Regions from separate parts of the Mus musculus genome. Here regions 1, 2, 3, 4, 6 and 7 are each linked to region 5. The links are chromatin contacts, called in public Hi-C, HiChIP or PLAC-seq and Micro-C maps. All regions are on one chromosome and are shown on one strand. The core of a region is the stretch at or near the end of the contact, and the rest is flanking DNA. Distances in the headings are between cores, read along the strand shown.

What was found. A called contact is a pair of places that touch in the nucleus more often than the background predicts. HiChIP or PLAC-seq counts read pairs in DNA pulled down with a chosen protein or histone mark.
Region 1: a Micro-C map of embryonic stem cells shows a contact between it and region 5, with 4 times the contacts expected there. The contact joins the promoter of Ivns1abp here to the promoter of 1700025G04Rik in region 5. A contact is called at or near these places in 2 of 484 Hi-C or Micro-C datasets (CD8 T cells and embryonic stem cells) and 2 of 115 datasets of contacts at active chromatin or transcription factors (memory CD8 T cells and pancreatic cancer cells).
Region 2: a Micro-C map of embryonic stem cells shows a contact between it and region 5, with 2.0 times the contacts expected there. The contact joins the promoter of Niban1 here to the promoter of 1700025G04Rik in region 5. A contact is called at or near these places in 1 of 39 promoter capture datasets (pre-B cells) and 3 of 484 Hi-C or Micro-C datasets (all in embryonic stem cells).
Region 3: an H3K4me3 HiChIP or PLAC-seq map of embryonic forebrain shows a contact between it and region 5, with 4 times the contacts expected there. The contact joins the promoter of Apobec4 here to the promoter of 1700025G04Rik in region 5. A contact is called at or near these places in 1 of 115 datasets of contacts at active chromatin or transcription factors (embryonic forebrain) and 1 of 9 other capture datasets (liver).
Region 4: a contact with region 5 is called in a Micro-C map of embryonic stem cells, with 3 times the contacts expected there. The contact joins the promoter of Rnf2 here to the promoter of 1700025G04Rik in region 5. A contact is called at or near these places in 3 of 484 Hi-C or Micro-C datasets (all in embryonic stem cells) and 1 of 115 datasets of contacts at active chromatin or transcription factors (memory CD8 T cells).
Region 6: an HNF4G HiChIP or PLAC-seq map of pancreatic cancer cells shows a contact between it and region 5. The contact joins the promoter of Trmt1l here to the promoter of 1700025G04Rik in region 5.
Region 7: a contact with region 5 is called in a Hi-C map of cardiomyocytes, with 2.3 times the contacts expected there. The contact joins the promoter of Rgl1 here to the promoter of 1700025G04Rik in region 5. A contact is called at or near these places in 2 of 484 Hi-C or Micro-C datasets (cardiomyocytes and embryonic stem cells) and 1 of 115 datasets of contacts at active chromatin or transcription factors (pancreatic cancer cells).

What each region holds. Positions count from the first base shown.
Region 1 is chr1:151,342,818-151,346,575 of GRCm38.p6, reverse strand. It overlaps Ivns1abp (influenza virus NS1A binding protein), which reads right to left and starts at 2,078. Exons shown (of 15, transcript NM_054102.2): 1 at 1,821-2,078. It also overlaps the pseudogene Gm10138.
Region 2 is chr1:151,569,573-151,573,049 of GRCm38.p6, reverse strand. Niban1 (niban apoptosis regulator 1) reads right to left here and starts at 1,677. Exons shown (of 14, transcript NM_022018.3): 1 at 1,466-1,677. The coding sequence starts at 1,520.
Region 3 is chr1:152,748,695-152,752,447 of GRCm38.p6, reverse strand. Apobec4 (apolipoprotein B mRNA editing enzyme, catalytic polypeptide-like 4 (putative)) reads right to left here and starts at 1,897. Exons shown (of 2, transcript NM_001081197.1): 1 at 1,684-1,897. It also overlaps a transcript of Rgl1 not described here.
Region 4 is chr1:151,498,656-151,502,510 of GRCm38.p6, reverse strand. Rnf2 (ring finger protein 2) reads left to right here and starts at 1,520. Exons shown (of 7, transcript NM_011277.3): 1 at 1,520-1,792.
Region 5 is chr1:152,088,684-152,092,260 of GRCm38.p6, reverse strand. It overlaps 1700025G04Rik (RIKEN cDNA 1700025G04 gene), which reads left to right and starts at 1,941. Exons shown (of 6, transcript NM_197990.3): 1 at 1,941-2,329.
Region 6 is chr1:151,426,905-151,430,560 of GRCm38.p6, reverse strand. Trmt1l (tRNA methyltransferase 1 like) reads right to left here and starts at 2,019. Exons shown (of 15, transcript NM_026876.4): 1 at 1,459-2,019. The coding sequence starts at 1,684. It overlaps Swt1 (SWT1 RNA endoribonuclease homolog (S. cerevisiae)), which reads left to right and starts at 2,126. Exons shown (of 20, transcript NM_025819.4): 1 at 2,126-2,264.
Region 7 is chr1:152,623,534-152,627,384 of GRCm38.p6, reverse strand. It overlaps Rgl1 (ral guanine nucleotide dissociation stimulator,-like 1), which reads left to right and starts at 2,168. Exons shown (of 18, transcript NM_016846.4): 1 at 2,168-2,401; 2 at 3,457-3,567. The coding sequence starts at 2,375.

The DNA of each region.
Region 1 (3,758 bases), core at 829-3,328, 750 kb after region 5:
CAGAAGTGTAAAGAGTACTGTTACAGGGCTAGAAACATTAACACAGTGGTAACTGAACCAGAAATCACTCCAATAATACTTTTAACACCAACAGAAGGTAGGAATATGCTCAACCTTCAAAAATTCCTACCTGCAGCATCTGACTATACCATCAAACTGCTAAAAAGCTAGAAAACAAAAACAAACAAACAAAAACCCAACCAAACAAACGAACAAAAACAACAAAAAACCCTCTGGGGTAAGTCACATTAATATCACTGGCCAAGACAGTCAAGAAACTTTTTTGAAAAACTAAATTTATATGGCACTTAAAACATCCAAACAAGAAATGCAAAAACAAGGTCAACCTCCCACCAATAACTAAAATAAAGCGTGAAATGCTGTCTTTGGAAAAGACAAAGTTAGAAGGCAACTATAAATTAAGACAAAGGCTACAGAAATGGGAATCTATTAATTAACTCAAGATTTCACTAATTAGGAAATCAAAAGAAAGCCACCCCAGGCCTCCCTGCAAGGAAGCCACCAAAGTGTGGGTTTGATATAATGCCTGCTAGGTGGCATTACAGCATATTGGTTTCAATCCAGTTCTACCCAGTCAATGTTTACATCCAGGCTTACAAATAAGTCCTTTAACATTTTAAAGATATTAAAGACTTAGCAGGATTCAACCTGAAACTATTTTCTTAGTTATTTTTTTCCTAAGTCAACCACTGGTGTTAAAATTAAAGAAAATATGGCTAAGGTGATTTAGTCCGTGCGGCTTGTGTGCTCTTACTTCCAGAGCTATGGTGTATTGCCAAAACAGGAGACCACAACAAAACTCCTAAGAACTTGATATCTGGGTGTTCTAACCTCCACTACTGACAGACATTAAACAAAACGTTGCCTTTTAGGCCGTCCGACTTCTTTTTGATCGAAATGTTTGCTCTCCGGAATCATTTATCTGCAACTTATTGAGGGAAAGGCGGAAATATTTCTCAAATTTGTGTGTGTGTGTGTACAGATTTCCTTACGTTAATCTCCACTCTGACACTCCCCGGTGTCTTATCAACGAGGTCCTTTACCCAAAAATAGAAAAAAAAAAAAAAAGGTGATCGGACGAAAAGCCTGCTCTCCACCTATTTCTTTCAGAGAACATGGAGCCTGTGCCCCGGCGCGCCGGGGACCCCGCGCTGCAAGGCCTGGGGCGCGCTCTCGGCGGGTACAGCGAGGCACCCGCACACCCCCGGCCGCGATTGGCCGCGATTGGCCGGCGGCGCAGTCACTCAGAGCTGACACGTCAGGGCAGCCGCTCCCTCGCTCCTCCCGCCTCCTTTTCCCCGCGCTTGGCAAGAAAAGCGGGCAACGTGGAGCTCGAACAAAGGACCCCGTGGTCCACGGCGACCAGGGACTCCGTGCCACCCCACGCCTAACCCCTGGAACCGATGCGCTCTGAGGGCGGCTCTGTGTCCCCACGCGCCGGCCGCGGGGAGTCTTAGCCCGGAGAGCCCCAAACCGCAGCCGGCACCTCGCTCCTGACAGCGGGAAACGATGTCTACAGTCCTCGGTGGCCGCCGCTCTCATCCGGCGGGTCATCCCTCCTAGTCCTCCGCCGGGCCAGGTCCCGGGGACCCTCCGTCACCCAGCGCGGAAGCCTGACGATCCCCGCCCCGGCGGAGGAAGGTCCGGGACCACCGCGCTCTTCCCCCGCCAGCCGGCAACCGAGCCGAATGCGGAGCCCCGCGATGCCCGTGTCTCCCGGGACAGCGGGACGCTCCGCACCACCACCATCTTCCCACCCCGCCCTCTCCCTCCCGCGGCGCCCGCGTACAGCGCGTTACCTGGGTCATCTCTGAAGAGATGGCGAAATTCATCTCCAGAGCTTCGACGGGCTGCAGGCGGAAGGCGCTGGAAGGGGCTCGGGGCGACCGGGCGGGAGGCTGCGGGCTGAGGAAGACCAGTGGGTACTCGCGGGAACTCGCTCGCCGCCACGACGCGCCCAGCACCTCCGAGCGACTGACCGACCTCCACGCGCGTCCCGAACACACTGCCACCGCCGCCGCCGCCGCGCGCGCTCGCGCCGCACTCCCTCGCACGTCACCACGTGCGCTGCCGCCAACGCCTCCCGGCCGCTTCCGGCTCTGATGCCTGAGCGAATCACAGGCGAGCTCCCGGGAAGATCCCGCTCTGAGGCTCCGCCCCCGGACAGGGCCCCGCCCACCTCATAGCTCTTTTCCTCAACCGCCCCCTCCTTCCTTCTCGGCTCAACTAGGTCAGCGCAAGGTGATCCGGGAGAGCGGGGCGGCGGGGACCGCTCCTCCTGTTACTTATCGAGCGCGCGCTCCCTCCCGAGCCTCACACCCTCGCTTCGCCCTTTTTTTTCCACTGTCCAGGAACTGGTTCCCTCCTTCCTCTTCCACCTGCCCTACCTTCTCCAGAGATCCGACGTGGCGATTAGAGTTCTCAGCGTCACACTGACTTCTAGGCAACTAGCCTAGACTGGAGCTGCGTGTTGTGGGAACCCCGCGGCAGTAGTTGAGCATCAGGCTCTTACCTTGGAGGTGGAGGGGTGAGAAGAATGGAGGAAGAAGGGATAAGTCAGAGGAGGGCCTGAACAACTAGCCCCTCTATTGGCCTGCTTTGGGTGAGCATTCAGTGAGTGTGTTTAAAAAAAAAAAAAAAAAAAAAAAAGGTGAAAGAGATATTATCGGTGTGCCATAAAATGCGTGTTCACTTCTACTTTTTGTCCCCCTCTGGTATCAGTTCCTGATGTCTCGACTTCTTTGGACAAAGAAAAGTAGCTTGGGGAATTGTTAGTCCCTATCTCTACCCCCTGGGGCCTTTTAACCCAGGAGCCAAGCCCAGTCATCCACCCACCTTGCCCCTAGGAGGCAGGCAGTTGTTTAGGTCAAATGTGATTTAAGCTGGGCTCCACTTCTTCATATGACTCTGAAGCACATGCTGGGAAGTTTCCTTGATTGAAGATGAGGGGATTTGGTGAGATTATATCCAAAGGTCTATAAAGTATACACATAATCGAGTTAGGTAAAGGTTTCCAGATTAATGCTTATACTGGTTTATAGAGGGCGCTTACACAGTCTAGACCTGACTTTGATCATCCCGCTTAATTTGTAGCCATTTCTTGGAGCTCTTTGACAATGCTTCCTACCCTTCTTTAATGTGTTAGCGGGTAGGAAATAGAAATTGGGAGGGGGGTCTTCATTACTTTTAAAAAATAAGATCTTGTGGCCAGGAGACGTTTCTTTTTTGTTGTTGTTTCACAAAAGGAGGAAGTAGAAACTGAGCTGTCAGCTAGTATGATTATGTGTCTTAGAGAAACTGGCATTTGCCGTCCAGCTTTTCTCTTTGATAGCACATTACTTTTGTTGCAAATGACACTATTAGGGACCTGGATTACTGAGCTCCTTCTGGCAGTGAGAGAATATGAACTGCCCACTTGGGACAGGCACATGACTGGCCTGCCGGACACATGGTCCTACTTGCTGTACACTAAATAGCGTCTTTGTAATCTGGAACAGTCAACACTCTCTTAAAGCGACAGTGTGATCGGAGTCAGTGCATTTTGGCCTTCAGTATTTCCTGCTCTATGAATCCTGGCATAATTTTACATAGTATCTGTCTTTCAGGCATCTCAGTATGTATAATAGCCACTGACACTTGGAAGTGAGCCATAAATGATTATTTGCATTCTTTGTAATAGTAACAAAGGACATAATGTTGATCTCGGGGCGGAGAACATAGTTTAGCAGTAGAGTGCT
Region 2 (3,477 bases), core at 428-2,927, 520 kb after region 5:
GACCAAACTACACATCTGCTACATATGTGCAGGGAGGCCTAGGTCCAGCCTGTGTATATTCTTTGGCTGGTAGTTCAGTCTCTGAGAACCCTAAGAGTCCAGGTTAGTTGACTCTGTTGGTCTTCCTGTGGAGTTCCTATTCCCTTCAGGGCAGCAATCCTTCCTCCTCTTCTTCTATACGAGTCCCCAAGCCCCATCCACTGTTTGGCTGTGGGTGTCTGCATCTGTATGAGTCAGCTGCTGGTTGGAGCCTCTAAGAGGACAATCATGCTAGACTCCAGTTTGCAAGCATAACAAAGTAAAGGCTGCTCACTCTCTCCCTATCTATTCAGTATAGTACTGCAAGTTCTAGCCAGAGCAATAAGACAGCTAAAAATTATCAAGCGGATACAAATCGGAAAGGAAGAAGTCAAAGTATCGCTATTTTTGGATGATATCATAATATACATAAATGACCCCAAAATCTACCAGAGAACTCCTACAGCTGATAAATTCTGCAAAGTGGCTGCATATAAAATTAACTCAAAGAAATCAGTAGCCCTCCTTTAATACATACTTTTCAAAGTACTTGGGAAGCCAGGAGTGGGGCACTAAATTCATAGCTAGCTGAATGTCTGTGGCTGAGGGCAAGATTAGGGTGGGTGGGGTAAGAACCAAACACAACGAAAGATAAGAACTCTGGATTTCCTGCAGTTTCTGTGCCACCGAGTTTTGGTTTCTTCTGCCTGTCTCTCTCTTACTGAATCACTCCGTAGGTCAAGATCTCCTAAAAAGATGTTTCTCCCCATCTATAGCTTTAACAACTGTTGCAAAAACACTCCGAGCTTCCCCTTTTGTTTTCCTCCCTCTCAGGGGAAGGAAGGGAACCATCCAACCTGAAAAGGTAAAGATTTCATCCTTTCTGCTTCTGATGAAATCGCCCTGCAATTGGTGTGAAGTTCAGGAGAAGGTGTGGCCTGCGCTGCACTTTACAAAACCAGGCCAATATGACCCGGAGGGAAATTCTGATAGCCCAGGAACTCCCCACCACTACCACTAAGGAAATCTCAAAACTCGAGGGGATAACCCCAGTAAACCTCTAACCTTTGGAAATTACTCAGAGCCAAGTACAAACAAGAAAGATGTCTCCCCAGCAGGGAAGGAACAGATTCTGAGGCTGGAGGGGCACAGGGCGGGGGCAGGAGGGGTGGAGTGCGAGGGGGCACCAACAAAGTTCTCTCCAGCCACCCTGGGAGTACCTGCCTCTCACGTGTGTCCTGCATCATCCCGTCCCTACTCTCTACCCCACCTGAGTCGCGGGTGCTTGAAACAGGACACCGGGGCTCCGCTCCCGGAGGCGAGCGCAAGTCTAGGAGCCCAACGCCCGCCGGTAGCACCAGCTAGCCAGTGCTCCCTCGGAAGATCAGCGTGCAGGTGACCAGGCTAGCCCTGGCTCTGCGCCACCCTGCCGCCCTGGCCGCCGTACCTCGGATGTAGGCGCACTTGCCCTCGTCCAGCTGGCTGGAAGCTGAGCCGCCCATGGCCGCGGTGCTGCACGGGAGGCAGAGGACTGACACCAACTGCGCCTGCTGCTTGCCGCTGAAGGTGGATGTGTCAGGGAACTGGCTCTGTAATTAAAGGGCCAACTTCCTTGAGAGGCGTCGCCGGCCCGGGCGCCTCCTCCAGGCCCGCGCCCTCGGAAGATGTGTGGGCTGGCCCGGGGGCTGTCTTCCCGCCCTCGCTGCGCTGGAACCCCGGGGGCTGTCCTAGGAACTCCAGGGAGTAACCATAGTAAAAATACTTTCCTCCTTCTCGAGACTGACTTTTCACCAGTTTGGGGACAGCCCAGACCCATCGTGGAGGGAGTGGAGAGAGCGGACTTCTTCCATGTGACTGTAACTTCTCCCAGATGGAGATTTACAGTCCCACCAGGTGGAGGTCAGGAGCCCTTCCCCTTCCTGTTCTCCAGCCACCTGTCCACAGATCCCCCACTCCCATCCGCATCCCCACCTCCGGAATTCCCTTGCACGGAAGTATGGGAACCTTGGAGAGTCAAAGCTTCTTGTAACCAAGCACTTGGATTTGAGAGATGGGAACTGAAGGGGAAGCAGGGGAGAGAAATGGGAGAAGCCAAGGCCGGTTCCACACACTAAGTAAGCCCTGAACCTGCCTACGACTCCAGGGAGTCTGTCCTGACACCTTAACCTTCAAGTCTTCTTACCACGTGGTTTCTCGTATGCAAGGCCACTATCTCTTCAGCTTGGCCGCCTCAGGCAAGAACACCCTGGGCAGAGGGGTCATCCTGATTTCTTTCTGTTCTTAGTGGCCAGGAGTTTTACAATTCCTATCAACTTAACCAGGCCTAAAGAGGACTTTAAGGCTTCTCCACAGCTGCCTCTAAAGTTAATTCACCAGAACTTTAACACATATTTCTCACAGCTCACACACCGAGTCTCTCGCACCCTGTACACTAGATCATCAGTAAAATCCTGTCGAGTCTAATTTCAAAATATGTCCAACGTCCAGGGAATTCTTACCATCTCCACTGCCCTCGTTTCTCACATTAAGCCTCACAACAGTCTAACCCGGCTCCGGGCTTCAAAGGAAAAGCCAAGGGTCTATTATAGCCTGAGGGGTGGGGGGCTTCCCCTCTCATTTACCAGCGTTTCTGTCTCTGCTCTCTAGGTTCCAGCCCCTGCCCTGCTCGCTCCCCTATGCCAAGGTGAACCACTTGCTCAGTTTTCCTCTCTGGGTGCCTCATTCATTCAACTCTCACAGGCTAACATCTTCAGGCTCATGAACAGAGTGCTGCTAGTAGCATTCCTGGAGCTCTGGGTTTGCACCTCAGCATCTCACAAACAAGGTGTGCCAGTGCGTATCTGCAATTCCTGCACTCTGGGAGGCGAACGAACGCTGGAGGAGTGGGCTACATGGAGAGTCGGAGGCCAGCTTGAGCTACATGAAAAGCAGTATCAAAAAGAGAGAGAGAGAAAAAAAGAAAAAGAAAGGAGGAAGGAAATAAGGAGAATAAAAGGAAAGAAAAAAGAAAAGAGAAGAAAAGCTAACAACACCGAGAGACTTCGCCTGAACCCTCCCTAAACACCAGCCATGGTGGTGTGAGTGTTTACTCCCAGGACTCAGGAGGGACAGGCAGAGGCAGGCGAATCTCTGATTTCAAGGCCAGCCTGGTCTACAGAACAGGTTCCAGGACAGCTAGGGCTACACAGAGAAACAGTCTCAAAACAACAACAAACATACAAACAAACAAACAAAAAACCAACCAAACAAAAAAGTTTAAGGGCCTGCACTCAGTAAAAGCTGGGGTCTCAGTGACTACAGAGTGCTTCTGGGTAGCCACTCAATGATTTAAACCGCTCAGTGTTCAAATCTAAATTTGAGTTTAGAAACGTGACGTCTGATTTATCCTTCTTCTCTCTTTTGTGCAGTCACGGGTGGAAAGATTTGTGTGGAGTAGAATTAACACACTTATTACCTGGC
Region 3 (3,753 bases), core at 648-3,147, 660 kb before region 5:
AGGACAAATGTCTTGGAACATAAGACTATTTGCTGAAAATCTTGCTTGTAAGTCCTCCCTGAACCTCCTCGGCCAAACTCATCAGTCTGCTATCAAAGCTTGTTACGCCTAAGCCTAATTTTGTACCCTTAAGTATTGTGCCTTTTGTGTGGCTCACTGCTGAGCGACACCAAGCTCTCGACTCCCAGTTATAGTCCCAGTTTACCAGAGAAAAATGCTGTGCCACAATACAAGTGAAAAAAAGGAAGGCTTGTAAGATGATGTTGTGTGTGTAACAAACGCGCCAGAAAGACTAGCAGGGGCCCAGAGAGATGGCACAGGGTGTGTGTGTGTGTGTGTGTGTGTGTGTGTGTGTGTGTGTGGGTTGGCTCTCCAGAACCAACATAAAAGCAGGGCAGCCTATTTGTAATCCTGGAGCTCAAGGGAGACAAGAGAATCCTGGGCAAGATGTCGTGCCAGACTAGCCAAAATGGCAGGCTCCGGGTTCTGTGATAGAGCCTGTCTCAGAAAACAAAGGTGGAGAGCAGTGGAGAAAGACAGTAGAGGTCAGCCTCGGGCCTCCACGTTCCTGTACGCACAGATGCAGACACACTCCACCACGTGCTCACACAGTATGAACAGGGCACACACGCTCGACACATGCACTTGGAACAGACAGAAGGAACAGTGATGCCCCCCAGCAATCGGAAGACCAACTGGTACAGGTGAGGTTTTCTCCTTTATGTATCAGTGTTTTGTTCCACAGAAGATAGGGAAAGTACCCTGAGGGCCTTTTCTGCCTTTGTTATTATTTTTTAAGCTGATGTGTGGAACTAAGAATATGTGACCTGAAACTGCCATGAGGAAATCATGAGGTCCTTAGTCTTTTACAATAAAGGCAGCAACATGAAACTCCTGATTACTCTCCCCAAAATATCCTTATTTCTACCCCACTCCTGCCTGTGTTTCAGCCTTAGGCAGACACGGCACATTACTGTCTGAAAGGTGATCTTTATGACCAATGGCCTTGGTATAAATGAGGGTGCCCTGGAGTCCCATTTTTCTTAATGTCTTTTCTGTGACAACTATCTGAGGTTCTCTACTGGAGCTTTCTCTTTTTCTAGTCTTCCTGGGCTGTCCTTTCGCCAGCATGCTCTGAGGGAGAGAGCGCCACTCCCTTTAAGCTTTTATAGAACTCAGGGTTTATTGTATGAATTTGTTATTGCTTAGTCTTAAGTCGATTATTTCTATTGTCAGTCACCTATCCAGGTGTCTCAGGGCTACCTCAGCAGCCTGCACTGGCTCACAAGTCAAGTGGGTTCTGGCTTGTGTCCCGGGCTACTTGTGTTACTACTGCCCCCTCCCCTGCCCCCATCGTTTTTGCCTGTGTTTGGTACATATATGTTGCCCTCTGAAGAGCAAGCAGATTTGTTGGTAGTAAGCATGAGAGATGTGGGGAGCCCAACTTGCTGAAGGACTTTCTTTCATTGACAGTGGTGAGTGGCCCTGGACTGGCCGAGGGAGGACACGCTTCCTCCGTTTAACACAAACGCACACACAATGAGGACAGACTGCTCCTGCTTCAGCTAGGAGTGCTGCTAAGGCACAGTTCGCACTGGAGTAGTTGGAGAGTGGAGTTTGCCCTTCCCAATCCGTGTGCAATCTGCTCAGAGCTAAAAACAACTGTTAGCGGTTTATAATTACCATCTTTGTCTCCAGGCTTGGCTCACACTGCAGGTGTTAGAGGCACTGGTTCTTTGTCTTCTTAAAGTCCCATGCCTTGCTTCACGTAGATTCAGAGGGCACCTGTGCCATCAAGACTCGTCTCGGATACCACAGCAGGAATCCTTTTCTGTTTCTATTAGTTCTTTTAATTTTTTCTGGTCCAGGTTAGTTCTTGCTGAGGTGTGGCTGCCTCTAAGAACACTGTTGAATTGGTGCCATGGCAACGTTTGGAAAGTAGCTACTGCTAGGATACGGCTCTGACACTTATTACTTTATTTGCATATCAAACCACCTGTTCCAAAGATGAAAATATACATGTCTGCATACTTATTCCAGCCTGGATAAAAGGGTGATATCTGGTTAAGTACATGCGTTGAGTTTTTTCCCCTTGTGACTGTAAGAATAAAACCTCAGGTCCTCTTCTCAGCATCTCTTTCACATGTAGACTAGAATCCAGGCTTAGTGTGTGGATAAGGTTTGGGACTCTCTTGTCTGTGCAGTAGCCAGGGAGATCTGCTTTTCTGTTCCCTGAGCTAAAGTGGCTTCAGCTAGAGATGAAGGAGAGCAAGTTTGGACCAACAGACCCTAAGTCCACAAAGGGACTTCTATCTATCTATCTATCTATCTATCTATCTATCTATCTATCTACCTATCTATTTTTGGTAACATTTAAAGAAAAGATTTATTTTATATGAGAGTTTTGCCCTGCTTATTTATATATGAATGCAGTACCTGAGGAAACTAGAAGAGTATGTGTGAGCTCCTGAAGCTGGAGTTACAAACGGTGTCGAGCCACCACCTGGGTGGTGGGAACTGGACTCAGGTCCTGTGCAAGAGCAAAAGTGCTTGTGACTGCTGAGCCATCTTCCCAGCCCCAGAGGGAGTGTTTGACTTTGTCTAAACACAAATCATGGGAAGTGACAGCTCTTTCCTTCCTCTCAGAAGTTCCCTGGGGAACCCATGCTACCTGTATGCGTGGCTCTGTTCACGTGAGACAAGCATTGCTTTTGGTGCAGCCCGGCCTTTCTCTCTTCATCCTTTCTCACTCTCTCACTGGCCTCGTCTTCCTGCTCCCCATTTCTCAGACTCAGGACACTGCTCGTTGTGATCCCTTGTTCTTCCTCAGGCTACTTGAATGAGTAAGTGCGGACTCGCTGTGTAGTCTATTAGTTACTAGGAACAGCTTTTAAGCATAAGCTCTGATTCCTCAGGGAGAATGGGCTCCCAGAGGCACCTCCTGTTTGCTGGTTTTGGTGTTACTTCCGTTGTTGTGCTTCCGTTGTCAGACTCTGGTGGCCGTTGTCAGCTGTCCTCTCCCAGCCACGGGGCTCCCTGGAGGCTGGCTGTGTTCTCTTGGGCTCTGTGTTTCCCAGGGTCTCTAGTGCACTAGTCCGTTCTCAGCTAATGGTGTTCAGTTGCTTTTCTGTGGCACATTCGCTGTTGGATCTCATCCTTCCCTACCTACCTTTTGCCTGAATCACGCCCTTCTTGGTTTTGCTGTTACGTCTGGAACATCTCCTCACGGAATTTACTCATGACTGAAAGTTGATTCTCATACTTCATCTCCTGCTTAGTTCTAACAGTGATACTCCACCATACAGTAATATATAAAAAGTTGTGTGTGGTGGTATATGCCTTTATTCCTAGCAGTTGGGGAACGGAATAAAGTCTGGCAGATGTCTGTGAGTTTGAGGCGAGCTTTGTATTGAGTTCTAGGCTAGCCAGGGCTAGTAAGATCTTATCTATTTTTTTTTTAAGTAAATCTAAAAAATGTGGTAGTTTTATAAGCTTTTGAGATATTATATAATAAAAAAAGGACTTGGCATGCCATAGGTCTAGTCAAGCAGGAAAAGGAGGAAACAAGCCCCACAGACTTGTTGGTCATCCTGTGTGTAGCATGCAACTTCAGTGGTGGGTTAGATACTCACTAAATCATGTCCTAAAGAATGTTAAACCAGGCTGGGCAGTGGTGGCGCATACCTTTAATCCCAGCACTTGGGAGGCAGAGGTAGGAGGATTTCTGAGTTCGAGGCCAGCCTGGTCTACAGA
Region 4 (3,855 bases), core at 271-2,770, 590 kb after region 5:
GTGCTCCCTATAAATGACGGCCTTCCTTAACACTGATTGACTGGCTTCAAGCAGTTACACATCACGATTTCCAGAAGCGTTTGAACTAGAGCAAAGAGTTCTCAATTATGAACATTCCGCTTTGATGGAAGGTCAGTGTTTCTGCTCCAGACTACCCGTCTCCAGAGGATGGAGGAACACAACACTCGGGGTTATTTTGGCTTTGATTCACATCCCGGGAAAAGTTTAACCTTGGGCTTTTTAAATTGCTAGAGTGGACAGTAAGTGTGAGCACCAATCCTGGTTGGTCACATCTGGGATTAACAAAACACCAAACAACTGAGCACACTCGTGAATGTTTTCTTGATTGGATCATTCAAGCCTTGAAGTCCCATCTGAACTCTTTGCCACACCTTCTGTGGTAGCATACAAAAAAGGAAGGGGTGAGTAGAAAGCTTTCGCCAGCAAGATCTGATGCTGAGACATTACTTTACTGATATTAAAAAACACTTCTTTGGATTCCAACATAGGCCAACGACCCGCTGACACAGCCAGCACCAAGGGCTTAAAACTACTAGGTTCTTCACCTTGTAGTTTGGAGACAGTACTGTTGGCTTAGACCACAGCCTGTAAGCCACTCTAATACCCACCCCACCTCTCTCTATATTGCATATACTTAATATCCCCCCTCTCTATATGCTGAATATATTTAATATATATGCATTCTATTAGTTGTTTCTATAGAAAACCCCGAATAATACAATAAGTAAGAAAATTTTAAGCCACAGAAAAGGAATTCCATAATAACGTTACTGGAAGCTATAAGCCACCTCGCCCAATTTCAGTGCAGTGCAAATTAAGTGCCTTCCCATTTATCATCTGCTATTCTTGATTATCCTTTCAAGAGACCATGACCAATGAAACATTTTGAAGTTAGGGAACTTTTTTTCCTACGTGTTACTTAAAAGTTAAATGCAGGAATTACCGAGTGACAACTTGCAGGCTATTTTTTTGGGTAGTGGTGGTGGTAATGACAACTATCTATGGCTACTTATATTTTCAAATTCAGAACACTGAAAGCGTCAAGGAGGTCGATATAAAGAGTAGCAAGGAGATCATTAGGGACGTACTAACAAGCGCCTATTTCCAGAGTTGAAGGTCACTTTCCTTAGATCTTGCTGGCTTTGTATGCCTTAGAGATCCAAAGTCCGGAAAGTTCTGCAGCAGAAACCCTGAGGATTTACTTGGGCTGGGATGACTACGAGGACGAGGACGAAGTCAGGGGCTGGAAGCCCAAATCGAAACCTCAGCAGCGGGAGGGAAGGCGCAACCTGTGGGCTCAGACAGGCCCAGAAAGGCTCCAGGACGGGGGAAACAGACAGAAAGAAGACGCCCAAGTCAGCAGGCGTTGGCTGGGGGCTGCGCCGGCGCTGGGGGCGTCTGGCGAGCTGTAGCCACGGGCGGGGGCGGAGCCAGGGCCAGGGTGTGGGCGTGGCCCGGCGGTCCGGGCCTGCACTAGGCACGCCCCTTCCCCTACGCCAGGGGCCTCCCCGCGCGGTGCGCGTCCGCGTCCCGCGCCTCCGCCTCCTCGCTCGCTCGCTCGCTCGCTCGCTCCTTCCCGCCCTCCCCGCAGCTCCGGCCGAGCCGGCTCCCCCCTCCCCAGTCTCTCATGAATATTGAGCGGCCCCTGTTGTATTTCCCGAGCTCCATTGCGGAAGCCGAGACTCGCCATATTGTGCGGCGGCGCCGGCGGTTGATTCTCGAGTCTCGCTCCGGCCACTGCCAGCGCACCCCCGGGCTGGGGCAGGAGCCGGTGAGCTAGGCAGGGAGGGGGATGGCGACGTCTGCGAGGGCGGCGGGCTGGGGCAGGGGCACCCGGAACGGGCCGCGGCCCGAGCGGCGGCGGGGCTGGGGGTGTGTGTGTGTGTGTGTGTCCGCGGCCGCGAGGGGCCGTGAGGCGATGGCGCCGCCGCCCCCGGCCGTTCGCTCCGCCGCTCGCGGCCCGCCCGGGAGGGCTCATTGTTCGCGGCCCGTGAGCACCGGGCTGGCGAAGCGTCCGGAGCCCTTCGGGGAAGCGCACCCGCGCGGCCCTGGGCTTACGGCGGCCGGGGCCTCGAGGGCGGCACCGGAGCGCTGGGAGAACTTAGCCCTGGGCTTGCTCGCGGGGCCCGGAGGTCGGCGCCGTGGGGGCGGGGAGGGGCGCTCCGGGCCGACAGCTCTCCTTTGGGACCTGGCACCGGGGTGGGCTCGGGATCCCCTCTCGGCCCCACATTCCTGGAGAGCCGCCGCCTGCCCCGGAGTATCTGTTGCCGCCTCCGCGAGCCACGGGCTCACCCTGGAGGCGGTGTTGGGGGAGGGGGCGACTCCGTGGGTTCGAGCTGCTTCGCGTTTTGACCCCGGGCTGTGTTTGCCGAAATCCTTGGTCCACTCCCTCTGCCTGTCGGCTCCCGAGTCCCGGCCCTTGTTAGAATCGTTTCCTCGCTTCAGAAGTCGCCTTCATACTCGCAGAGATATTGTTGTTGGTTTAAAAAAAAAAAAAAAAAAAAAGGTCGGTCTTGGAAACTTTGAGGTTCCTTTCTTTGCTTTTGCCCACCGGAACAGATTACCGATTCATGTCCCCGAAGCCCCGTTGGGTGTCTTTTTAAAGAAGCTGTCGGAAGTTTGTATGCCTTGTGACTTGTTGTGGAAATGTCAGACTTTCTACACGGTGTGTGAAAAAGCTTAGCTAGGCTTTTAAGTATTTGGTATGCGGTTATTTCTTTTGAAATAAAAAAAAAGGAAGGCATAGTGTCAAGTAATTTAAGCCATATTTTAATTAAAAGTACCATAAGTCATTTGCATTCAATTATTTTTTGATAGTTTCGAGATAATCAACTGGAGTACTTAGTGGAATTGGTATCTAATTATTTGTAATTGTTGAATATTTTAATAAAGCAAATGTCGGGTTTTGAGATTTATTTTATTTTTATTTATTTACTTTTGCAAGCGACCCATTCAGTATTTTGAGATTTATTTTATTTTTATTTATTTACTTTTGCCAGCGACCCATTCAGTATTGTCCAGGCAAGCTGGCCTCATACTCGATACTGAGTTTAAGGCAATCCTCCTGTCTCAGCTTCCCTGGTGACAAGATTATAGACATTCAACACAGCTGTCTTACATTTTGTGTCTTAAGTTGAACTTTTAACCTCTGATTTATAAAGAACTTAAACGGCAACAATATTACTCCTGGATATACCTCTTTGCCCTCTAAAATCTCTACTTGCTACAATCAACAGGTATCCTTTTTTAAAGACTTGATGGTAACATCTAATCTATTTAGTAAAATAACTGATAAATATATAACACTCCAGTTGTTAGGTATCACACCAAATATGGGTTTTTACTTTCTCCAAGTTTACTTATTTCTCTAAATCCCTCGTGTGGAAGGGACAGGGCAGTAGTTCAGATGAAGACTAAGTTGTAGACTTTAGACACATAGCTGACTTAGCTTTAGGAGTAGAGACAGGCCATCCTGGGCTACACAAAGAGCAGAGTGGGCTATGAGACTGTCTCACAAGCACAGACAAGGCAAAATCCAAGCCTCTAAAAGGAGACTTTATGATAGCCTTTATATTTGAAAAATAAGATAATGGTCCTCTAATGTGCTGCACAGAAAGCTTTCAGTTAGAACAAATAGTGTAACAGACACTACAGACATACAAAATACTGGAACTTTAGTGGGCTTTGTTATTTATTTAGTTTTGTTTTCTCTGTGGCTCATTTAAGACAGTGCCCAGGTAGAGTACACAGAAATGTAGACTTAAGTCATGTTTGGAATTTCATTAGTCTATTACTGATCTTAGGTTTTTGATGTCAGGACTGCCCAACCTCCTG
Region 5 (3,577 bases), core at 692-3,191:
AGCAATTCCCACCCTTCTTCAAGAAAAAAAAATGTTACAAAGGGGAAAACGCATGCTAAATTTGAGGTTAACATATATTGAAAGTGACCACTCTTGTTTATTTACTTATGCTAGCCATGAAGTGCCACCTGTTTGTGTTCTTCTTGCTTTCCTAGCAAGCTTACAAGGAAGAGATTATGAATTCCACTTCATAGAATGAAAAACTGACTAAAACTTCTACAAGCACTTTCCCTTCTTAACCTCTTCCTTTCGAGGGGCTAGGCGACAAATACAGATTACAGAAAGAAAAATAAACTAAAATATAGGTACGTTATAAAAGAAAAAGGCAATCCAGTTGAGTTTCACGAACAATGTAATATTAGCCTTTGATGTTGAAAAAGAGAGGGAAAAGAATTTAAGACCTGGGGTGGTGGTGCACGCCTTTAATCCCAGGACTGGGAGGCAGAGGCAGGGGGATTTCTGAGTTTGAGGCCAACCTGGTCTCCAGAGTGAGTTCCAGGACAGCCAGGGTTATACAGAGAAACCCTGTCTCGAAAACAAACAAAACAAAACAAAAACCAACAACAGCAACAAAAAGAATTGAATTTAAAAATGAAGAGGCCAACTTTCCAGACACTTAATGGGTGGGTTTTTAGCTTATTTCATTAAGCCAACTTATGAATTTGCTTTTCAATTAAGTGTCATATTACTGTCACAGCTGTGTCTTTTTCTGTCTTCCAACTTCATCCTGGCTGAATGTGGGAAGTGATTCTGCTGTGTGTGTGTGTAATCGGTGAGGTCTGGGGAGGATCTTTTACCACCATTGTTTCCATGGGTGTCCTCGCTCTGGGGGCCTGGCATTCCTCAGGAGTCTAAGGCAATGAAGGAGCAGTGAAGCGCGCAGAAGAGGCACAAAAGAGCCGCAAAGGCTATCAGTGTAGAAAGATCAATTCAGTGTGCACACGAAAGGCCCAGTATGCCTGGGATGAGGAAAAAAATATGCCTTCCTAAAGTGAAGGAAACTGGTTGCCCTGTGGGGGTCCACAAAGAACTGGCCCTCTGGCCAGGGACGATCTTTTTAGGTCCTTTATCAATCTCTCAGCTGGCGCGGCCTCGCCCCTTCTGTCCACAGAGGCTTGGGAGGGTGGGGAAAGCAGAGCAGGGCATCCGCATCTTTCCTCGGCAGGTTTCAGCTTTTTCTAAGTCGCAGAAGCGTCTTCCTTCTTTCATCTTGCAGGCGCTGCAGCTGGGAGACAAGGTGGAGACGCTCAGAGGTGGGTCTCCCGGCCTTGGCTGCGGCTGGCTCTTCCCGGCGGCCAGGGAGGGGTAGGGCGAGGCTGTGCAGCCTTCCCGAGTTAGCTCCAAGCAGCCACAACCCCTCTGTGCGTCCCAGAGCTGTCGATCTGCCTGACAGACTTCTCCTCTCCCGGTTCCTGCCTCAATCCTAGTGAAGCCTCTGTCGGCACCCACACCATCAACCAAGTGACAGGTCCCTGGAAGGCCAGGCAGGATACAGCCTTCCTATCTGGGTCTGTCCTCCAGTTTGCACGGGTGCGCGCGAAATCACACACACACACACCACACACACCCGCCACACAGACCCACAGTCCGCCCTTCCTGCAGAGCACACACCACACACACACACACACACACACACACACACGCACACACACAACTCGCCCTCCCTGCAGCACGCGTGTGCATGCACACACTAAGCTCGCTCCTCTTTTCCCTACAGCACACACACGCACGCACGCACGCACACACAGGCCGACAGACAGACACAAGCGAGCCCACCCTTCTCCCTCCCCGCAGCCCTGGCTGCCCAGCCCCTCTTCCCCGAGCGCCGCGCCCGGCGGCCTCCGCAGGCCCCGCCCCGGGGGAGGAGAGCGGGCCGCGCGCGGGAGCCGGGCAGGGGAGGGGACGGGCGGCGGGGGAGTGTCTGGCTGCCCCCGCCCCTCGAGTGAGCGCCTGGGCGCGGAGGTCCCCTCCCTCCTCGCTCCGAGTCTGCCAGCTCCCGCTCGCTCCCTGCCCACTCCCGGGGGGCCGTTCCGTGGCGCGGCCGCCGCGGCCACCGCTTCTTTCACACTTTAGTTGCCGCGAGCCGCGCGCCGCGCTCAGTGACTGGAGAGAGCTGGCCGCGCGCCGCCTTCCCGCACGCACGCACGCGGGCCCGGCTCCGGGGTTTTCGGCTTTTACTCCAGGCGGCGGGGAGGAGGGGGAGCCCCGGCCACACTGTAGGGAGGAGGAAGAGGAGGACGTGGAGGAGGGAGGAAGAGAAGAGGCGAGGAGGCCAGGGGCGGGGGGCGGGGGGCTTGCCACCTTCAGCCCCCCCCCGCGAGCGCCCAAGGTAAGCGGGGGCCACCTCCGGCGCGCTGGGCATCCCGGGTGGGCGAGGAGGGAGGCCTGCGGGGTGTCTGCCGAAGGGATGGGAGCCGCGATCCCGGTGCTGCCGGCGCTCTTCTCTGGCTGGGGCTGCCGCTGCGGGGCTGCTGGGGCTGCTCGCTGCAAGGGACCGGAGCCAGGCTGGGGGAGTTGGAGGGGGGCGTCTGCTTGCAGGGTGGAGGGGTTGGGATGCGGTTAGGGCTGCTGACGACTTTCGTCACATCGAGGCCTGGGTGGCTGGTGTGAGACACCCCTCCCTTCCCACCCGCACCCCGCGCCGCCCTCAGCCTTCCTGCTCTTCTCTAGCTTTGCCTGTAGCCACTGTTACTTTGCAAGCAGGAGCTGGGAAGGAAAAAAAAAGACACCCAAATTTAGAATCTTTGGCTAAGTCTCCAAGTCCCTTCCCTCGTTCCCACTGATGGATGCGTTTGTGTGGGGGATATGATCCCCGAGATTTCTGAAGTTTTGACCTTTTTGGGGTGGCTTGTTTTCTGTACATCTGCTTGTCTTCCTGGGTGTATTTATTATTCGTGCCCTTGCGCGGCAGCCGGAGGGTGCTTGGTTGTATTACATGAGCAGATTCCTTTCCACCTCTGCAGGCAGTTCGAGAAGTGCCGCGGCGGCTGGGCTGCCTTTGCTGCTTAATGTCCTTCCCTATCATCCGCCCTGCCCCCTCCCTCCAGAGAGAGATATTTTTTATACCCCTCTGTCATGTGTGTGTGGGAGAAGTCCTTAGGCCGAAGAGCTTTCATCGCCCATTCATTCCTCTTGCGAAGGCTCTGAATGGCTCAGGCATGTTGATAACATTTGGGGGGTGCCTATCTTTGCCTGTGGAGTTGCTTGGCCCAAGATAAAAATATACACACCCAAACACGCAGTAATCTTGAGGGAGCAAGCACAGTTTGAGAGGGAAGTGATTTGTTTCCAGTCGGAAGCTGACAACCTAGGAGATACCTTCATCGCCTGTGAGTTCGGAAGAGTGTTTTAAAATAGAGCTTATGCTCTGTGTGGCTGGAAGACAGCCATAAGTTCAGTTGCTCTGCAGCTCTGAAAGTGATACACCCTGACCAACCAGAACCTCAGTGAAGCTCCTCTGTGAAGCTCCTCTGACTCAGACATTGGGAGGGGGCCGCTTGGCCACAGATCCCCTGAACTTTTTTTTTTTTTTAATTTCTCTTTTAGACGTGTGAGGAGCTGACAAGCTCATTACACA
Region 6 (3,656 bases), core at 770-3,269, 660 kb after region 5:
TTTCTTCTGTTACTTTTTCCTCAAATTTCAATTCTATTTCAGAATCACCATTTTCATCTTGCCTAGCTGCTACTGCCTTCAAAGGACTAACTAGATCTGAAAATACATTTTCAAAGGATTAGTGCGTGTTTAAAGGTTTCAACAGCACAAATTCTTCACAGTAGAAATTTGTAATTGTTGTAGCACATATAATCAAATGTTTGCAACCCTCTTCCCCTAAGACAGACTTTTGGGACAATGTCTCCCTAGGCAGCTCAGGTTGATCTCCAAGCTACCAGGCCTGCCTGAATCTCTGGAGTGTTAGGATTACAGGCATACATACCATGAGGAGTCACTATGCCCCATGAGGCATTTTAAGGCATTAAAATGGTGAAGAAGTAAAGAAGCATTCCCCAAACAGCTGAACTATGTCCGATTTAAACATGATCAGGTGGGTGGTAGCTATTCCCTTAACAGTGTAAAAGTCCCTATCCATCAGGTTGTATGTAGAGGGAGAAAAGGCCTTGTTTTGCACTAAAAGCTGTGATCCCAAATGATGAGTCTACTGGATGATTTTTGTCTTTCCTGGGATCAATTCTGCTGCTCTTGAATGTGGTTGTAGAACTGCAAAATAATTCTCTTAGATTATGACTGTTTTATGTACATTTAACCCCCAACTGGCCTAGAAATATGAATTAATTCCTCACGCGATAATTCAGAAGGAGTATAAAGATCCATTTATGGACCACAGATTTGTTGAAAAAAAAAACAAAACTCGTTGAATTTTTTTTTTTTAGGCCCGCTGTGCAAAATGTTAAGAAGATCCTTAAAATGCTAATAATTATCAGTCTTATGTTTCTTATATGAACCGAAAAACCACCACTCGGAACATGTATAAACACATTCAGAAAATAAAAATATGGGCTATACGTTTTCACGATCGTTGTCCTTTGGAATGAAGTACAAAGCTCAATTAGTATTTGGCAGATACAAGAGACGGAGTTTCTATTCTCGGGAGCAAAGTATACTCCAGCAATGAGACAAATCCATCAGTGTGTATAAGTCCTGACTGAAAAATGCTTTCAGTTTCTCAATCTTGATCTACTACTACCTTAGTACCTCCATTACTGTAACACAGTGGAAAGTTTTAAAACTATTGTAGACTGGGTTGAGATGGAAACTACTAAAGACACTAACGGACACAGCCACTAATTTCATTGTTTATTTTTCTCTGCCTCACGCCTGGCCTTCATATATCCTTCAGGATGATATCCTCGAGGTTTATGGAAGAAGTATCCCTTTCCATGCTGTATTCCTTTTACTCTTACCTGCCGCTCTGGTTCCTCCTCCTCCTCCCATTTTTCTAAATTTGCCTTTCCACATTAAAAAAAACACCCTGGAGAAGGGCCTCCCCTATTCCCCAGCGAGGCATGGTTTCTCGCTTCTCTGCGGCAGAGAGATCAGGCCGTCTGCACTTACTGCTTTCAGCCTCCTCGGGGACAGAGGCTAGGGACGGGGACAGGGCCGGAGCCGGGGCCGGGGCAAGGGCTGGGGCTGGATCCGAGTCCGGCGTCGGAGCCGAGTCCAGAGCCGTATCTGCGGCCGGAGCTGGGACCGGAGCCGAATCCGGGGCCCGGGTCGGGACCCTGACCTGGGCCTCCTCCTTCTCCTGGGGTAGCAGCTCCTCCTCCGCCATATTCTCCATAGTTACGGCCTCCGAGCCAGGGGACGCGGAGGGGACTCGCGGCGGAGTGGGTTAATAGACGTTAATGCACACAGGGCTGGATCCAAGGGCGGGGAAGCAATTGGGAAGGCTGTACGCGTGCCACAGACAAACGGCGGAGCTCCAGTGACCCAACCCTGTCAGCAGAAAAACTGAAAGCCAGAGGCAGCGGTTCGACCCTTCGCCGGCTTCCCCTTCCCCGAGGCGTTACGACGCCACCACAGACTGCGCAGAAGCGTGTGGCGGACAGTGTCCAATGAGGAAAAAGAGTTCCGTTTCCTCGGTACGTCCTCTGCATCACTGGCCGCCACCGAACCGAAATAAGACTACAACACCCAGGAGGCATCGCGCCTCATGGGCGGTGCTCAGTTCCGGTCCTTGGAGGAAACACACACAGAGCGCCGAGAACTCTAGAATTGCCTGGAGCGTTCGGCTCCTGGCGGGGGTCCGAGTACAGAACTACATTTCCCAGTGTGCAGCGGGCTCTGGGAAGGCGCTTTGGGTGTCCGACTGGTCCGGGGAATCGCCACTGTCGCTGTGGCTGCTGCTGCCGCGGACTCAGGTAAGTTAGGGTATTCCGGGCGCGTGGACATCTCTCTGGGCGACAGCTTTTCACTGCTGGCCTCCTGTACCCGGACGTCGGTCGGGCTCGGGACCCGCGAGCTGAGGTCTGGGCCGGGCGACTGCGGGGGCTGGTCGGAGGTCGGCCGGCTCGTGGAGTGTGTGGCCGGGTTGCTCCAGCTGGACCTGAGGCGGTGGGGGGACCGATGGCGGCTTGTGTGGGGGTGGGCCGAGGCAGTTTATGAATCCCAGAAGCACTTTTCTGTCAGCCCCCTGAGGTAGAGTCCTGACTCCGCTCTCCACAACTTTCCCCCCCACAACTTGCGACCCGGACGCTCTTCACTTTTTCAATTTTGCCTCTAGGTTAAGGATAGCAGAATAGGCGCGGTGTGGTTGTAGGAGATTGTTTTGCAGTTTTGACCTGTTTTGTTTTGTTTTTTTTTAGGCTTTTACTAACAAATGTATCACTTTGATGCATTTCAGATTCTCTAAGGAATATGGCCAGGGAATCCTCTGCGCCTCAAGTTTTATAAATATATATATCCTGGACTTGTTTATCACCGAAGTCTTATTTGTTCTCTTCACTTTATTTCTAATAAGCACACTGGAGCAGACTGGAAAAACAAAACAAAAACAACCCAAATTGATCTTTCTTTCAGGTTGCCTGCTTCGGACTGTCTTGAGCGTTTAAGGCAAGAGGGGAGGTTCTCAGGTTTTTTTCCTCTGTTGGGAAACCATAGGAGACGGTGTGTGATTGTTTGTTACTTTGAAATGCTGTCTGGAAGTTTTGCTCTCTCATTGTCCTTCCTAGTTGGAGTGTTTGAAGGTGTTTTTCCTTCCCCAGTTTAACGTAAACTTTGTCCCCACCAGTCTTTTGCAAGTTCTAAAGCCCTTAAGGGCTACGAATGTACTTATCTCAGTGGTAAAGTATTTGCTTAGCTCCTTAGCTTAAAGGTCAGAAGCCTGGCCCCACAAGACGACTGAAGGCCTTTTAACCGCTTTTGGACTAGGATTCCTATGTGGGGAGTTAACTATTTAACGATTAAAAGTGAGACAATAGCACCTATTACAACCTGTAGAAATGGTAACTAGGACCAGAGAGATTGTTCAGTGGTTTAGGTCACCTGCTTTTCTTGCGGAAGACTCTTATCAGTTCCCAGCCATCCACTTGACAGATGGAAACCATCTGTAACTCCAGGTCCCAGGGATTTGATGCCCTCACAGAGACTTGAATGCAGACAAAACACATAAAGCACATAAATACATAATATATTAAAAAAAAAGAAATGGTATTATTTTTAATTGACAGAACACCTCACCCCACCTCACCCCTCCCTCTGCCTTTGGTATTCATAACAGGCACTGTGTCTTAGCTCTAAATGACATCCTTAGT
Region 7 (3,851 bases), core at 919-3,418, 530 kb before region 5:
CCTGCAGCAGTGCACAGCATCCTGTGTTTGGGGCCTATCGCTCATTTTAAGTGAAATAGTTTAAAATAAGTGGAAAAAGCCCTTGTTGACTTCAACATTTGATAGTTCTAGATCATATAAGTCCAGCTATTTGGTTTTCATCTTTTTCTTTCCTTCGTAAAAGGATTGTGACAAAATCACACCTTCCCAGGAACAAACACAAATAATCATTCTTGGCATGTCTCTCTGGAGCTTGAATATAATTTGGAAGACATCATTTCAGATTTCTGTACATTGCAGACATGACAGCCTTTCATGGAGTTCCGGCCTACAGCTCCTAAGGGGGAAGGGCAGTAGGGAGAAAATGGAGCCTTCTGGACAGCTCTCCGTGCACTAGGTGACTTGCACATTTCTTTATTTAACCCTTTCTGAAATTCTGTGAGGTTTGTCCTACTTTGTAGCCAAGGAAGCAAATCGGAGGGAAGCCATGGAAATGTACTCTGACTTCCACTCTTAAGGCTGGGCTTGAAGGCTGGGCTTGAACTGGGTTCTGTTGTCATTCCCTTTACAGCCAGAACCCAAGTCAATAGGATGAGAAGAAGGGAGAGCTACAGCCTGAGAGGCTTGTGAGGCCCAAGCCACCTTTCCCAGGAATTTCTGGAGAAGAAACTGCTTTTGTGAAGAAGTTTTTCAACAGTCTTAAAACTTGCAGCACAGATTAGGTTACAGCGGTGGTGAAATTAACTGAAGTGTTGCTCATCTGTCCTGGGCTGCCTCTTGAGGTCTTCAGAATCACCAAGGAGACTCATCTAGGTGTGACCTGGGGCCCTGAGGCAGATAAGAAGCCTGAGGTAGGGCCGCCACATGTTTTCCCTCTGGCTCCTGGGACACTCTGTTCTGAGTACTGAGCACAGCAGAAGGAATGTGTGTGTGTGTGTGTGTGTGTGTGTGTGTGTGTGTGTGTGTGTATGTGTGTTTAATATTTAAATTATAGAAACATCCACTTTGGTTGTAAAAGATCATTCTCTCTACAGTCTTGAACTCCTGAAGCATGGGTCTTTATGAGGAGCGTTTGACTGACTTGAAGACATCCTTCAGTGTGCAGAGATCCTTTGCTTGCTTGGTGTAGCCTCTGTCATTTCTGATGCCCTTCTGGAGACATCAGTGCACTGATTGCCTAACTTTTCAGCTCATGGTATATTCAGTACTAACCAAAGCTCAGCACAGCAATCTGGAGGAGGTCCTTTTCAGTTTGACATGTGTAAAACATGACATTTTTGTAATTGGTGTGGAGTTCTGACAGGTACAGTTTGGCTACCTGACTATGGGCTATCTCTTGCTGTTGATTTATTGAAACTAGATCTTTTAAAGTGTAATGTATTGTCCCCCACAGACTATTGTGTTAAGATAAAATTCTTTTCAGCATTGTCCTTTGAAAGGCTTTCCCTACAGTGATTATCCCTCTGTGTCCCCACAGTGCACACCCCCCATGGCTACTCACAGAGGCTCCAGAAACCCCTAGGACCACTTATGGCCTCTGTCACAAACTGTCAGATCCTGCAAAACTCTCTGCTCTCACCAGCAGTAGCCAGTAAGCCTTATCAGACTGGGTGGTGGAGTTGATGCATGCCTGTAATCTCAGCACTCAAGAGACAGAGGCAGGAGGATTGCCAGAAAAGTTCTAAGTGTTCAAGGCTAGCCAGGACCACCTTTTGTTTAAAAAAAAGAAAAAAAAAGCAAGAAAGCCACAAACAAGAGTGGGCAGTAGGAACAAGTCCAGGCAGTTGCAGGTGCGGGGCAGGGTAGAGCCGCTGGGCACGGTTTTTAGATACCCAGATAGCTTTTGACTTTATCCTAATGAAAATCTTCCCCCCAAATCGAGGGGACTCTGATTTAATTGCTGTAAATTCCAAATAGCAAGCAGATCACACAAGAATCCCTAATCCCTAACAGTTTCCTTCAGTAAAGCAGACGGAGGCTGCGCACATGTCCCATGGCACACATGGTTCTATTTTGTCACCTGGTGGCCACCAGGAAACCCCGATGAAGCGGTCTACTTGAAAGCATCGTTTCCCCACCACTCTGAGCTGGAGAAACGATTGCTTGCTCCCTTGATCCGCGGGGCTTCCGAAAGGGAGAGTGCGCTCACAAGCACAAACAGGAAAGCCTGACATCACGGAGCGGCGGGGAGGAGTCTGCTGCCGCGGGCTCCCGGGCTGCCTGCTCGCTGGCCGGCGCTCCTTTGTGGCCCGGTCGCGCGCGGCGGCGGCGGCGGCAGTCGGGCAGCAAGGCGCGTGGGAAGCGCGGGGACCCGGAGCCGGGCCAGAGAGACGCCCCGACCGCCTCGGAGCAGGGCGCACCATGCAGCGTCCGTGTGCCGGAAAGAAAACTGAGAATGAAATTACTTTGGCAAGCTAAAATGGTAACGCCAGCTCCCCGCCTTCCCCTGACGCTTCTCTGCTGGGGGACTCGTCCCATCTCCCGCTTTCTCGGGCCGGGTTGTTGGAGCACTGTCTAACTGATCAGAGCCACCCGGACCCCACTCTCTAAGAGGAGCTTTCTCATTCTGCTTTGTGTCCTTCCCCTCTCTGTGCCTCTTCTCCCTAGAAACGATGCCTGTGTTCTCAGGCATCGCCTGCGGGGTGTCTGGGACAGGCAGATGCGTGTCAGGAGAGCAGAACTTGGAAAGGACAGAACTCAGTCTGGGGGAGCGGCGCCGCGCTCTGCTTCCCAGCGGCAGCCCTTTAACACAGATCCGAGGTTTAGCTGGCGACATGGCTATCCAGGGGGTCGCTGTGTAAATTTCAGTGGAAGCTGCATGAAGATGTTTTGCTTTCTCGGCACTTGCCAGAGGGGCTTTTCTTTTCTTTTCTTTTCTTTTCTTTTCTTTTCTTTTCTTTTCCTTTTTTCTTTCTGGAAATAAAAACTTTCCATACCCCACATAACTTTTTTTTGGGTTTCAAAATAGTAAGAGGAGAAAAAGAGGTACAACTTCACTTCCCAAAGAGGGCTCTTGGTATTAAAACACTTGTTTGAGGGAGTTTAACATCGACATTGCTCAAATGTTTGTGTACTTTGAGAAGTATAAACTCTTGTTTTTGCAAATGAGTTATTTTTTCCTTTCACTTAAGTGGACAGAGTTGATCAGGACTAAACCACAGTTTCCTTAAGAAGGAAAAAAAAAAACTTGAAAAGATGATTTAAGATACGTGGCTAGGTTAGGAAAAGTAACTGACCAGAGAAGGGAGAAGTCGGAGGCTCCTGATACCGCAGGAAAAGGCTGCCAGCCAAGAAAATCTCAGCCTTGCCTATTGCAGGGTGTCCTGTGTTGCTCTGTTTGGAGGATTTACTCAAAGGCTTGGAGAGCCTTTGTAAGCAGGGAAGCAGCTGGGATAGATTGTGGTTAGCCAAGGGGGAAGAAAACAACAACACACACTACGACCCTCTTTTTCTTTCTTTTTATCCTGTCCCTGGCAGAGCTCGATTCAGGACTGGGGTGAAGAGGTAGAGGAAGGAGCTGTTTACCATGTCACCCTCAAAAGAGTCCAGATTCAACAGGCGGCCAATAAAGGAGCGAGATGGCTAGGGGTGAGTAGCGCTTCCGAGATCTTGAACTTTGGAACAGTGTCTTTGCTCTTCTGTGAATATCATTATTATTTAGCCAAGGTAGCCCCCCCCATCCCCTTTTTCTCCCCCTTAGTCTTAAAAAGGAAACTGCTGATGGCCAAGTGTTTGCTCTAGCTGGACAGGTCTGTTTTAGGACTTGTGTTTTCCTAAGCATCTTCCCTAAGTCTGTCAATAATTCAGAACCTTCCGGAAACATCTTGAGGTATTTGGCAAACAGGCTGGGGGTGTTGTGGCAGAAGAGGACA